Regions from separate parts of the Mus musculus genome. Here all the other regions are linked to region 1. Evidence: chromatin contacts called from public promoter capture Hi-C data. All regions are on one chromosome and are shown on one strand. The core of a region is the stretch at or near the end of the contact, and the rest is flanking DNA. Distances in the headings are between cores, read along the strand shown. Region 1 holds the start of Akap8 (A kinase (PRKA) anchor protein 8). Region 2 holds the start of Ddx39b (DEAD box helicase 39b). Region 3 holds the start of Nelfe (negative elongation factor complex member E, Rdbp). Region 4 holds the start of Rnf5 (ring finger protein 5).

Region 1 (3,418 bases), core at 665-3,164:
TTCTCTTCATTTGTGTTTTTGGAGCCTAGCATATAGTCCGATACAGTGGCACAGTCCCAGGCTGTCGAATGACTTCACTTTGACAGTGTTAATGGTTAGTTCCCTTTCCAGAATATCCCAAAAGCCCCACTGTAACACAGTCCCTTAAATGTGCTGACAGGCACTCAGTACGGCCATACCTAACTGCTACTTAGAAACCAGGGAGGGGCTGGCCAGATGGTTCAGTGGTTAATCGCGCTGACTGCTCTTCCGAAGGTCCCGAGTTCAAATCCCAGCAACCACATGGTGGCTCACAACCATCCCTAACGAAATCTGATGCCCTCTTCTGGAATGTCTGAAAACAGCTACAGTGTACTTACATATAATAAATAAATCTTAAAAAAAAAAGATTCTTTTTCTTCTTCTTCTTCTTCTTCTTTTTTTTTTTTTTTTTTTTGGTTTTTTGAGACAGGGTTTCTCTGTAGCCCTAGCTGTCCTGGAACTCACTTTGTAGACCAGGCTGGCCTCAAACTCAGAAATCTGCCTGCTTCTGCCTCCCAAGTGCTTGGATTAAAGGCATTCGCCACCACGCCCGGCTAAAAAAATTCTTAGTTAAAAAAACAAAAAAACCAGGAAGGCTGCAAATACCCTAACTGTATCTGTAAAATTATTGGCTGGTAGAAAGTGGGAGTCACCATGAAGTTCCCTAGACCAAAGAAGTATAGCAGGGTTGTGACAGGTATCTATCTGGTGGAAAGGCTAAGAATGGAAGACATAGATCTAGGATCCCAAAGGCAAAGAGCACTAGGCTGATACCCAAGCACACGTGTTCATCACACCTCAGGCCTCTCTGGCAAGTCCAATTCTAGGGATCTTGTTACTCTGCTGCCTCTCAAGATCCCTTCCTTAGCCGCCAGAAGCCACTAACCACTCCCTGTGCCCACTTCCAACCCCATTCCACATGTTCCAACTATCTCCTGCGGGTAAATCTCCGTACAGAGTCAAGGCCTCCCAGGAGATTAAAAGCAGATAGCTCGAGAACCGACGCCTAATTACGAAAAGTTGCTGACATTTAGGTTAGGAAAGGCAACGTTCCCGCTTCCGCAGACCCCCGTAATGTTACAGTCCAGAATCCCAGCCCCTCAGGCAGCACACCTCCCACGAGCACCTCACGCCGCGTACACTGCAGAGACCCAGCCAGGTTTTCCCAAAAAGCTGCACCGGGTGTAGCCGCAGTGCACAGCTGGGCCGATCGCGCGCTGCCCGTAAGCCTTCAGAAAAGCGAGCCCGGGGACACGAGCTCTCAAGGACGACCTGCGGAGGATGAGCTGAGACTCTCTCCTCGCTACGGCCGCCGCAACCCAGCCGGACCTCAACCCCCTCCACCCCCCGCTTCCTCAGCGTTCGCTTTAGCCCCGCCCCTGGAGCCGCCATTTTGTGGCGTCTTCGGAAGAGAAGGCGGGACTGAGACCGCTCGGGTCCTGGGGTCCCGCAGCGATGAGAGCCACTCGGCTTGCACAGTGAAAGCGGTCCAGAACGCATCCAGAAACCGGCCACAGCGTCGGCCTTCGCGCCTCATCCGCACCCCCCGCCCCGAGTCCTACCGGCCAATCCACGCGCGGCGCTTCGGGAACGATTGCGCAGAGGCCCAATAAGGGAAGCGCGCGCGTCCGGGACAACTCCACACAGAACCGGGCTGCGGCAAGTGCGTTCCGGCTGCAGGCTAAGCCCGAATACCACATGCGCCAGGGTCTCCCGTGGTGAAGAAGAGCCCACACTAACCTCCGTAGCCTTGCTCCATGTCTGCGACGCGACCCGCCAGCAGATCCTTGTCTTAGATTCGCTCAGAACGCATGCGTTCAACGTGCTGTCTGCTACTGGAAGACGAAGAGCGTACGTCTCTTTCTGGGCGCTACCATTGGTTGCTCAAATGGGCCCGCCCCCGCCGATCCGCCCAGCCTTCCGGGTTGCAAATCTACAGCATCTCGGGAGTTGTGCCTCAAGGGTAAGCTAGTGCGCAAGAGCGTCCAGGTCCGCGCACGCGTGAGCGGTTCTAGCGCGTTTACCCGCGCGCAGGCGCACTTCTAGGGGCCCGCCCTCACCACAGCACAAACGAAGACCTCAGATGGGAAAGCACTTTATTAGGCTGGACTTCCAGCCTCGGCCACGGGAGCCCTGCCGGGTAAGGGTTATGGACCCCCACCGCCCTCCTCGTCGTCTTCCATGTCGAGGCCCGGGATCCCGCGGATCTGACACTGCAGCGCTCCGCCCAGCAAGGGTACAGGGCTCTCCTCCTCTTCTGGTGGTGGCGGAGGTGGCGGTGTTGTAGTCCCTGGGGCGGGCTCCAGGGGCACGGGGGGCTGTGCCGGCACGCCCTCTGTGAGCTCTGTCGCTTCGCTTGGTGCCCCTTCATCCAGAGCGCCAGCCTCCACCTCGTCTTGTTCCTTTTCCTCCTCTGGGTTGTCAGTGAAAGGATTCTCGCCCTGTAGAGATGGATAGAGACTTTAATGGGAGGTAGGAATCACTGGGATAGAATGGGGACCAGGCTCACACAAAGGTCAGGACTAGGACAGTGCTTTCGCCTTTGCCTCACCTTCAGATATCGCTCCAGCTTCTTGCTAATGAGCTTGTTGTTGAGAATACTGCGGGCCACCATAAGCGAGGACTTCTTGGACTGCTCCATCATAAGCTATGGGCAGGGCAGACAGGGCTGGTGAGGCTGCTCTAGGAATCCAACAAACCCAGCTGAGGTTCAGATTCACCAATAACTAGTCCTAGTGTCTGTAAGTGACCTTGGGCGTAATTCCAGTCAGTCTGGACAGGCATGCAAGGAACTAGGATTCGATCTGATCACCCACACCTTATTTGCTGTTTGAAACCTGATCTGCTTACATAGAAACTATAGTAAGTACTGGACTTAGTGGCACAGGCCATGTAACTCCAGGACATTAAAGTGGAAGGCCTACCTGGACTACAGAGTTTAACGGTTTACATGGTTTGACTATGTCTCAGAAAATAAAAGACGGCTGGGAGCTAGAGAGATGGCTCAGCGTAAAGGACTTGTTAGTATTTCAAAGACTCAGGTTCATTTTCTGCCACCTACAAGGTGGCTGACAACAATCTCTAATCTAGTTCCCAGGAATATGAAGCCCTCTTCTGGTTACCACAGGCACCAGGCATGTGAATAGTGAGCATATGTGCAGGCAAAACATACAAGAAAATAAAAAATAAAAAAATAAAACGTAAAAAGGGGGAGGGGGCCAGCTGGAGATAATATAATAATTTGATGATAGAGTGCTTTCTTAGTATTCTTAAAGCCTTAGTTAGGTTCAATCCCCATATATATACACACACACCAGATGTAATAAAACTTATTAAAAGTAAAACGTAGGGCTGGGCTTGGTGGCCCATATCGTTAATCCCAGCACTTGGGCGGCTG
Region 2 (3,418 bases), core at 367-2,866, 2.9 Mb after region 1:
TGCTTACACCCTGGTGTTTCCCTGCTAGCTGTATTGCCTTGGCCACCTTGTTTTATTTCTCTATTTTCATATGTTTACAGGAAGAGTGGAGCGGGGCATGGGTCTGCATTCAAATCCTCCAGCAGGAGAATTGAGAGCTTGAGGCCAGTCTATATAACTGCTCAAACTCAGTAACAGAGAAAGGAAGAAAAAAATGGCAAGACAGATGAGGGGCACTCACCTTGCTGTGGCCCCAGTGGCCCAGGTTTTAAGCATTGTTAAAATCACAGCCAGCTGTTAAGACAATCCCTTCCTGCCCTGGCTACCTTAACGAGGACTGTCAGCATGGCCATTTTGAATCTTCTATAAAGTCTTTGAGGAAACCACACAGCTAATGGCTCAGCCAGGATTGTTTCTGTCCTCTCTCTCCTCCCCCAGTGGAGGGTGGAACTTCCCATAGTCCAGTAGCAGGAAGATGTGTTATCACTGATGCCAAAGGGACAATATTATGATTGGTGCAAACACAAGTCTTCATTTGCACGAGTTTGCTGTTTGCTGTGTTTGGTGCAAACACCCTTTGCTGGCTGTAAAGCAGAAAGTTTGGCTCACTTGGGTCAGCTGGGACAAACCTTACTATGCTACCCTCCACAATGTCACATTAGGTCCAGTAACAGGAAGACAGTGGCTAAGAGCCCGCCAACTAGGTCACTAGGAGAGTTCCTGGAAACGCTTCAAAGCTAAAGGCCCAGGTACCGCACTTTCTGGAGCTACAGTTCGTAATAAGTTACCAGGGCCGAGGAATTCCCACTCCTCTCTGATTTATACAAAACCCGCCGGCCTGCTGCTTAGGGCTGCCAAATGCGGAGGGATCAAAAGCTACCAAGCCCCAGCCCAGAGAGCTTATGCGTTGAGCAGGACACAGCCAGCTGGTTGGCAACACTGATACTTAGTGTTACTTTGTATTAATATTAAGTGTCCTTAATAGGGAAAGCCCGAGCTTGTGTTTATGTAGCAAGGCAACAGGACAACACTTCTGCTATATGTAACATCTCAAAGGGAATACCACATGGGGGGAGGGGGATGTCCAGGCTGAATAATGGAACTGAGATTATTCTGCTGCTCTAGTTAGCAAGAATTATGGAAAGGTGCATAACCTCAAACCCCACCATTTATTTAGCACCTAGACAGAATGTAAGCCTCCATCTTTCGATATAATTTTGGGTAAATCCTGCCTATTCTCTGCACGACTGTAATGGGCGTGGTCACGTGTCCCCCTCCCCTCCAGCAGAGGCCCGAGTTAGCCGCTCTCGGGTCACCTTGACTACGAGGCTAAGGACCCCGTGAGAAACGCTTCTCATTCGATCGCGGAGTCCTCCATGCCCACAGAGAGGTGCCCAGGGAGAAGCCTGGCGTGGCAAACAAAACTAAAGTAGAGCCGACCGTCGGAGGGTGTTGCATAAGCGTAGAAGAACAAAATGGAGAGCTCTGCGGGGGAAGACGTGAGTTTCCTGTCGCGCTCTTGCTACTGGCGACCGGAGGAGGCGTCGTCTGAAGCTTCATTTCAAGTGGGCGTTCTGCAAAGCCAGCCGCGGAGCGCGCGCGGCGAAAGCCTGCTTCCGGCTCCTTGCGCGTGCGCCCTGGCGGCCGGGAAGGCGGGAGGCCGGGGCGAGCCTGGAACCGGAAGTGAAGGCAGCTTCCCGCCTCCGTCCCCGTTGCTGCCGCCATACACGCTCGCAGTGCTTAGGTAAGCTTTGGCCCTGTGCACCATCCACCGCCATCTGCTTCTCCCGCGGCTCGCCCCGCCGCGCGGGTCCCTGATACCCGGTGCCGGGCCGGCGCCGTGGCCGCCGGCGCGCAGGCGGGCGTCCAGTTCTGTTGTCTTCACCCCTTTCTGAGAGCAGATCTTGGCGGGGAGCTGGGAGACAAGGGGGGAACGATCCAAAATGGTGGCCTCGGCCGCCATTGTGTCTCCGCGCTTCCTGGGTGTTCCAGTGGGTCCTCTGCCCACCCGGGGCCGCGGCGGCCGGAGGCGGCGCCAGGAGGAGGGCGGGGCCCCTCGCATCTCCCCTCCGGGCCTTTTCTTGCTCGCCCAGGGATGGGAAGATCTCGCTCCGGGGCCCGTCCAGCCCTTTGACCCCGCTTTCGCTGCCTTATTTGGAGCTCTCTGTGAATGGCTGCCTCTGTGCGTGGCCGATGGTGTCGCGCACTTCTGGGGAAGCTTTTCCGAGAGCACTGCAAGGCGTTCCTTTCTAAGGCCACCCGGCTCACACTCTTAATCCTGCATCGTTCTCAGCTGTGACCTTAATTCCTTAGTGCGACTTTTAAAATTAACTTTGGCAGCGCTGAGCCGAACCTTGCGGCCTCTCGCGTTACTAAGCAAGCACTGCCATTGAACTGCACACACCCATCTTTTTCAAAACAAAAAAATTTTTTTTTTCTTGAAATGGAGCCATTCATACACTTCCCACCCTCCGCCCCGCACCACCCTCCTTCCTGCTTCTGTTCCCCGGTCCAGGTGTGCGCCGCTGGGACGGCCACTCGGGGGTTTCTGAGCAAGAGAATAGCGGCAGCCACATGATGTTTGCATTTGGGAAGTGAGCGCTCTGCGCAGTGCTGACCCTTATCTATCACCCTTGACTGATGGCTGACGTTGGGGATCACCACCGTGAGGTGGCAGGAGAAAGCGCAGTCTCTGTCTTCCCTTGTCCTTTGTGTCTCAACCCTCGTGTGAGTCGTTAGTCACGCTCATTTTACTGCGGTCTCCCAGTTGGCTCCTGCCTGTCGAAGTGTGTGTTACAAAGTCTGGTTAGCGGTGGAGCCCACTCTGTCTCTCCCGTCTGGTGTTCCCGTTTCTTATGTCATGAGTCTCTTTGTTAACTCTTCTTTCGGGACAAAGGTTTCACAGTTTAGGGAAGAATAGGACGGGTGTAGGGATCGACGAGAAGTGACGAGTCCATTCGTGACTGATGAGTTTTTCCGGTTTTTTTGTTGTCCCCTCTCCCAGCTCTTCTGTCGGAAACTGGTGTCTTTCCCCTTGCTGTTCTTCAACCCCTCTCTTTGGCCCTTGCTTCCTCACCTGCTCTGGGACACCTAACTCAAGAGACCTCCCTTCTCCCCCTGCCGGCCCAATTATGGCAGAGAACGATGTGGACAATGAGCTCTTGGACTACGAAGACGACGAGGTGGAGACAGCCGCTGGGGCAGATGGGACCGAGGCTCCCGCCAAGAAAGACGTCAAGGGCTCCTACGTCTCCATCCACAGCTCCGGCTTCCGAGATTTTCTACTCAAGCCAGAGCTGCTCCGGGCCATCGTTGACTGTGGCTTTGAGCATCCATCAGAGGGTACATTTTATTGTTGGGTGTAGAGACCTTATTTAGCACCTCTGGTGCAAGAAAAGGGAGGTTCAAGTCTAGGGTCATAGGATTTGAATTTATTTGG
Region 3 (3,418 bases), core at 345-2,844, 2.5 Mb after region 1:
CACAGCAATCTGCATTCTTATTTTGAGAGAGGCTCTCATGAAACCCATGTTTGCATCCAACTTGATGTGTGTGTGTGTGTGTGTACACATATCCCTCCCCCTCTCAAGTGAGGGGGTGACAAGCATGAGCTACCAACACCTGACTATCATGCAGAGCCAGGGATCAAAACCAGGGCTTTGTGTATGCTGAGCAAGCGCTATACCAAGTGAGCTATGTGCTCAACTGAGAATTCGCATTTTAGAATTCTTATTATTTGTAGTAGTATGTGTTAGTATGTATAGGTCTGTGTGTAATGGGTGGACATGGGTACACGCATGCACACATGGCAGTCAGAAGACCACATTGTGGAGCTGGCTCTCTCGCTGCCTTTACGTGTGTCTCATCAGACTTGCATGGGCAAGCGCTTTAATAGGCTAAGCCAGTGATTCTCAACCTTCTCAAATGCTGCCACCTTTTAATGCACCGGTTCTCCTGTTGTGCTGACCACAACCGAAAAATAATTGTGTTGCTACTTATTAACTGTAATTCTGTTACTGTTATGAATCTTAATGTAAATGTCTGGTGTGCAGGATATCTGATATGTGATGTGACCCCTGTCAAAGGGTCATTCCACCCTCAAATGGGTAGTGAATCAAAGGTGGAGAATCTCTGGGCTAATAAGTCATTCTGCCAGTCTTAAATTTTCTGCTTCTTTTCTTTCTGTTTTGGGGATGAGATCTCACTACATAGCCCTGGCTGGCCTAGAACTTGGTATGTAGATCAAACTGGCCTCCAATTCAAGAGATCTGCCTGCCTCCACCTCCCAAGTGCTGGGAATAAGGGTGTGAGCCACGCCAGGCTTCAGTTTAAAAGAGCCAAGTGCTCTGAGCTATGCAGAGAGAAGGAACCTCCTAGGAGGAAAGATACAGGTGAAGGGGCAGCTCTGAGAGCTCGCGTCTCCAGCACTCCCCGCTCCGACCTACTGGAGTTCCAGTAGAGTGGGATCTGTCCAGCATGAGCCGGAGGCCAAGATGACAGTGTCAAGCTACATCCTCCTGTGAGCAGGGTGGAATTTCTTTTAGGCTCATAGGTCAAAGGTGAGGGTCAAAAGTCACTCACAGTGCTCTCTGGAGGCCCTGGCACGTTCAGCAGCTCCCAACGGCCAGTGCACCCCACTTCCAGAGCTCGAAGGGGTAAGTTCAGGGGATCTAGGGGAGGCAGAACTACAAGGGAAAGGTCACAGGTTAAAAGCCACAAGTCATTCCTGTCTACTAACTAGTCCTTTCCGCGGACCCCCCTCCCTCCCCTCCCCTCCTCTCCTCTCCTCTCCCGTCCACTCTCCTCCCCTCCCCCTCACCGAGTCGCTCCGTCTCCATCATCCTGGAGCCGCGGCAGCTCCCGAGCAGCCCGGAAACTCAGAGTAACCACGGAGCCGGCCCCGCCCCGAGAAGGGCGGAAGTTGAAATTACTTCCGACACGCCCCCTCCTCCACCACTCCCCGCCGGGAGCGTGGGCGAGAGCGGCGCCGAAGCCTGACTCGGAGCCGGGCAAGGCCGGGCGGAAGTCACTGCGACTCGCCGCCTTGGTTACCGCGTGTCCCGCCCCTTTACGTCATCGCCGCGAGCCAGCGCGCAGTAGCCCGCGCGGCGGCGCCGGAGACCGCGGGCCCGGGCGCCGCCCCCTCAGGTGAGGGCTTCGTCTCACATCTTTCGCGCCTTCCCCGCGCGGCCCCTGGTTCTTCTTCCTCCTCCTCTGGTTGCCCAGATAGCGCTACGCGGGCCCGGCCGCCTTCTCTGCCCATCGGACCCCGAGGTTGGCTGACCTAACCCCATTGGGCATGGGGGTCGGGAGCCATCGCCTTGGCGTCGCAGGGAGTGCTTTCCCTTCTCCGGGCTGAGGTACCCCAAGGCTCTAGTGTCTGGACCTTGGACATAGGCGGGAATGCCGGTTGATTACCATAAACAGGAGGCTGGACAAGCAGCCTCGGAGGAACGAGGGGTTAGGGAAAGGCCAGAGGCTGGAGTAGGCGGGCCTGGAGGTTGGGGTGCATACAGGATGGACGCAAGTTGGACGACGTGTGAATTTTGAATGGTGACAGTAGAGAATGATGTCTTGGGTTCTGCCCTTGAACCAGGAGCCAACATGTTGGTGATACCTCCGGGGCTGAGTGAAGAGGAAGAGGCACTGCAGAAGAAGTTCAACAAACTCAAGAAGAAGGTAGGAGTTAGTTAAGCGTGGTGGCCCGGCTTCTCCAGACTCTGGGGACACCTGGGCTGACTGTAAGGCCATGGGAGTCCTCCTGCCTCCTACCGGAAGGGGACCTCTCAGTGGAGCTTTGGCAGCATCGTCCAGTCTTATTTGAACCCTCCCTCTTCTCTGGTCATCCCCAATGGAATTATCATCGTCCCTGTGGCTTCAGTACCACCCAGAGCCTTGTGAACCATCAAATGCCCAAGTAAATGTGCTCCTCCTGTCTGCTCTACCTCCCTCCCTTCGCTTTTAGATAACCAACTGCATTTAATAGGCCTTAAAATCTCTCATCTCTGACACACCACTCCACCTCAGACAGGGTCTCACACTTAGCCCAGGCTGGATTGAAAATATGTGGCTTTGGGTAGCCTGGAATGGCTCTGCCTCACCTCTGGCTTCTGTACTATTTACACAGCAAAACATTTGTCAAGTCTGTCGATGGTTTCTAAGTTCCTCTTCCACTTTGTCCCCTACCACTACCCCTGGCAAGGATCTCAGTATGTGGCCGGGTTGGGTGGGTTGTTTTGTTTTGTTTTGTTTTGTTTTTTCAACTCCTGGGCTCCTGGTATCTTCCTCCCTAAGCTTCTCTCAGGAAGTGGAACTCTAGGTGCACAACACCGTCCTCAGCACTCTCCTTACTAGTGAAACCTCTGAGTAATTTCTCATTGACAGGGTCTGGCTTTGCTGTTTTGAAGGCACACCTGATCCATTGAAAACACTTCCGAGGTTTCACATCATGTATAGAATTGAAATATCAGCTCACCATACCTGTCAAAAGAGAGAATTATTTTCTCTTAAAACCTGCCTTCCAAAACCTCCTCTGCATTTTTGCAACCCCAATTTCTTTGTCTAAAGTATCTTTTCTGTCTGTGTTGGGTAATTCTGTGAGGTCTCAGTTTACTAGCTGCTTATGCATCAGAAAGTGTTGCTTATACTCAGCCCTGAGTGATTAGTGCCCTTGATTATTCTTGGCTGTCAGTCTAGCCATTGTTTCCTGGGTTCTGAATTCCTTAAGGGTGGGAACTATGTGTTTTGATTCTGCATGGCCTCATTAAATGTGCAGAAGATGGGAGATGGGTGGATAAAATCCCCAAGGATTCAGGTCTTATTTGCAGCTTATATGGTAGGGCTTAGGTGTTTTTGGTTTTCAGTTTCCAAAATGTGAGACTGGAAGGCCTTGGACACCAT
Region 4 (3,418 bases), core at 463-2,962, 2.3 Mb after region 1:
GCTGGAACCCCTAGGGAGGCAGGGAAGATGAGGGAAGCCCATAGGCTTGGGCAAAGGAGGGACACGGCTGGACAAGGAGACTCACCCCTCTGCTCTCTGGAGCTGGTCGCTGGCCCTGAGGGCGGGGTGGAGTTTTCAATCTGAGAGGAAGGAGAGAGGCAGGCAGCACCTTTCACACCCTGTCTCGGGATGGGACAGAAGCCTGCAGCTCCCCTCAGCATCGTGTTGGGTCTCACCTGGGATCCTGTGGCTTCTGGCTCCCTCGCCCATAAAGAGGGACGACCTTCTCCCTGCTGATGCCAGCTTTACACACCGGGCATTCTTGCCGGTCTGGCCGGGTCTCCAGCCACTGCAAAGGAAATATGAAGTGTTTTCAAGTACAAAGAGCATCTCGGAGCTCCTTGACCCTCCCTGTTTCCCAGTCCACCTCATGAACACATACCTGGTGAAGACAGGGCCAACTGGATGAAAAACAAACAAAAAGCACACGTCAAACTACAGAAGAGAGCTGCAGACCCCAGAACATGGAAGCCCACCCACCACCTGTCTCCCAGGCACTGCTGCTCTACTGCTCCATTTCTCTCCATATTCCCAACAGCTTCTAGCATACTTGCTAACTTGACTTTTCCAGCTTCTTGCCTTTGATACTTGACATTTAAAGGTACTCACATTGGGTCCTCAACATCCTCCACACATTTGATCCTTTTCTCTCTTCCGGTGTCTCCTCTCTGTCTCTCCCTGTCTGTCTCCCTCTACACACACACACACACACACACACACACCTTCAACCTCCCCCTTTCTGCCTCCGAACTTGACTTCCCAATTCAACAGGTTTCCTTTCAGCCTGAACTCCATTCTTGCTCCTAATCCTCCAGACTCCCATGGTTTTCAGACACCCACATTGTTCCTCTCCTCCTTACTTCAAGCTCAGTAAAACCCCTCTCTCCATGACCCTTCACCCTCTCCATCTTGTCCTTACACAATGCCATTGTCTTCAGGTTTGACAAATCACCCCCTCCCACATCTCATCTTAATATGACCCACATCTAGGTCCATAGTCCCTAGATCTTCCCTCCTCCTCCGACAGGCACATCCCCTAAACTGAAAAGTCTCTCATCTATTTTATCTCAACACCTGGGTAGGTCTAACGGGGTACTGTGGTTCAGGTCTCGAATGGAGGAATATGCAGCGTCCCCCATTTCCCATTCCTCCTCATAACATACCATGCACCAGCTCATAGGACCCTCCCTGGAAAGATATCTCATTTGCACAGATGTGACCCTTCCCGCACCCCCACCCCATCTACATACATCAGCAAAGACACAAGTCCTCACTTTAGGCCTCCCCTACGTGTATGTGGGGAGGTGGGGTGGGACATATGCCCTCTGGTCATCTGAAAAAAACTGCATGGTCCCCGCTCTCGGCCTCCCCAGCACAAAGACGAACCCCGCCGCCTCACCCCAAGCCCCTGACTCGGATTCTCACCAATACAGGTGGCCACACACGCTGACCACAGCTTCGCGAGCTGTCTCCAGACATATATTACATTCGAAGGTCGCGCTCGCCCCGCCCCGCTCGCGATTTGGCCCTTCGGGGCCCCCGTCTTCTTCCTCCGCTGCTGCCATGGCAAGTTCTGCTTCGCCCCCACGTAGCCCTCAGTACCCCCAGGCACACACACATATACACTAACACAGGGCACACACACAGGCACACACACACTCACGCCCCAACAAAGCAGGTCCGCCTTCGGCCCAGGATCGTTGGGCAAACTTCAAGTTTTTCTCATCATTATTGGTCGAGGTACCTGCCAATCATATAGAATTCAAAGGACACGATTGATCCAAAGAGTGGGGGCGGAAAAAGGTGTGTGTGGGGCCCCTACCCTTGCACGATGATGATTGGCTGATAGGGCTTCAGTAACTATGCACTGCCGAGGGATTGGTCATAATGAGCTAGGCCTGTGTTGTCACTCAGCTAAAGAGGCTTTGATTCGTCAGTTCAGCTGCCAGTCATAACCAAAGCTCAGAAGGGATTGGCTCAGGCCTACAGAACTCGCCCACCATAAGCCTCTTTTTTTCCTTCTCTTCCTCTTTCTTAGAAGGTCCGGGTTCCTATTGGACTTTAGAGCGAATGGTTCCAAATCAAATGATTGGCTGGCATGACACGGAAGAATGAGCATGCGCAATAAGCGGGGGGGGGGGGCGTGGAATAGGCCAACCCAGACGAAGGCGGTGTCGACTCCAGTCCCGCCCCTTCACTCGCTCTCTCTCGTCACCATGGCAACCCCTCCGCTATTGGCGGGGCCTTAGGTTCAAAGGCCTCGACTCGGCCTTATCCGGGTCTTTCCGCCCGGACTCTCTCCGCTTGATTGGGCGGTTTACTCCGCCGCTGATTGGCCGAGATCTGGAGAGACGGTGCAGAGCTAAGGGGGGAGGGGGAAGGGCAGAAGTACCAGGGTCGCAGGGTTCAAGATGGCTCCGGCCTCCTTGGGTGACGTAGAGGGAAGACCTTGGGTCCGCCCCTCCCTCTCGGAGAAGCGGGGAGCAGAGCTGGGGTTAGCCCGACGCGTGGATGGTGCGGCCGTCGGTCTGTGGCGCCGGTGTTAACCCCACTCTCTCGGTTGGACGACTTAGCCTCTCTAGGTGATTCTCACAGCAGGACCGAGCCAAAGGCCCACCGTTGTAATGTGACACAGCAGACCACAGTGGACCCCCACTCCGTCCTAAACCTTACAAGCAGAAAAGGACTGGTTCCACCCTCTTGGGAGTGGGCGCCCAAAGGACAGAGGCCGACCCCTAGGTGACCCGCCGTAGAATGGGGTAGATCCGCCCCTTCCTTGTAGTTTGCCCTGCATAGATTTGGATCTTTTTCCTGGCTGGACGGCTGGCAGCTAGGGCCTTTCCAGCACTCAGTGACCCTCACTATGGCCCAAGGCCCAGAATTAGGTAACAGTCCTCGCATTCGCAAGGGCTCTTCACCAAGCCATGTAAATCACCCAGGGCAAAGGTGTCCATGGGCGGGAGACGAGAACACGCTAGCTAAGGATTATTCAATACCTTGATAAAGGACCTGTGTGACTGAGGAATAAAGAAAGGTGAGAAGCTGGGACTCTCTATAGGAGGAGGTACGGAGAAGCGAGGATCTGGAGTATTGAAGAGGTTTAGATGCAGAATAGGCGAATAGGAGGTAGGAACGATGGACTCGTCCAGAGTGTGAAGAGGGAAGTAGGGTTTGGCCAGTTAGATACGCGGCACATCCCACCATTTTATCACCCTTAGGAAGCAGTGTTTTATTGCTCGAATTCCATCGAAAGGACTTAGCTTCTTACAGGTCTCAGCTATAGCCTCAAACTCGGATACTCTTGCCCGAGGCTCTCATGTACTGCTGTTAACAAGCATACACCACCAAAAGCCAGCGG

What was found. Promoter capture Hi-C pulls out the DNA fragments that hold promoters and counts their contacts. Capture Hi-C pulls out chosen DNA fragments and counts their contacts.
Region 2: a promoter capture Hi-C map of liver shows a contact between it and region 1, with 2.5 times the contacts expected there. The contact joins the promoter of Ddx39b here to the promoter of Akap8 in region 1.
Region 3: a contact with region 1 is called in a promoter capture Hi-C map of liver, with 2.9 times the contacts expected there. The contact joins the promoter of Nelfe here to the promoter of Akap8 in region 1. A contact is called at or near these places in 2 of 39 promoter capture datasets (hippocampal neurons and liver).
Region 4: a contact with region 1 is called in a promoter capture Hi-C map of liver, with 3 times the contacts expected there. The contact joins the promoter of Rnf5 here to the promoter of Akap8 in region 1. A contact is called at or near these places in 2 of 39 promoter capture datasets (hippocampal neurons and liver), 1 of 115 datasets of contacts at active chromatin or transcription factors (astrocytes) and 1 of 9 other capture datasets (liver).

The regions. Positions count from the first base shown.
Region 1 is chr17:32,319,324-32,322,741 of GRCm38.p6, forward strand. It overlaps Akap8 (A kinase (PRKA) anchor protein 8), which reads right to left and starts at 1,915. Exons shown (of 14, transcript NM_019774.5): 1 at 1,762-1,915. The coding sequence starts at 1,780. Akap8l (A kinase (PRKA) anchor protein 8-like) reads right to left here. Exons shown (of 14, transcript NM_017476.2): 13 at 2,573-2,668; 14 at 2,101-2,462. The coding sequence ends at 2,169.
Region 2 is chr17:35,240,130-35,243,547 of GRCm38.p6, forward strand. It overlaps Ddx39b (DEAD box helicase 39b), which reads left to right and starts at 1,617. Exons shown (of 11, transcript NM_019693.3): 1 at 1,617-1,723; 2 at 2,984-3,321. The coding sequence starts at 3,111. LOC115488830 (a small nucleolar RNA gene) reads left to right here and starts at 2,549; the gene lies at 2,549-2,625.
Region 3 is chr17:34,848,797-34,852,214 of GRCm38.p6, forward strand. It overlaps Nelfe (negative elongation factor complex member E, Rdbp), which reads left to right and starts at 1,595. Exons shown (of 11, transcript NM_001045863.1): 1 at 1,595-1,792; 2 at 2,115-2,197. The coding sequence starts at 2,123. It overlaps Skiv2l (superkiller viralicidic activity 2-like (S. cerevisiae)), which reads right to left and starts at 1,408. Exons shown (of 28, transcript NM_021337.2): 1 at 1,338-1,408; 2 at 1,100-1,203. The coding sequence starts at 1,359.
Region 4 is chr17:34,601,849-34,605,266 of GRCm38.p6, forward strand. Rnf5 (ring finger protein 5) reads right to left here and starts at 1,713. Exons shown (of 6, transcript NM_019403.3): 1 at 1,486-1,713; 2 at 443-461; 3 at 237-349; 4 at 86-140; 5 at 1-10. The coding sequence starts at 1,625. It also overlaps a transcript of Agpat1 not described here.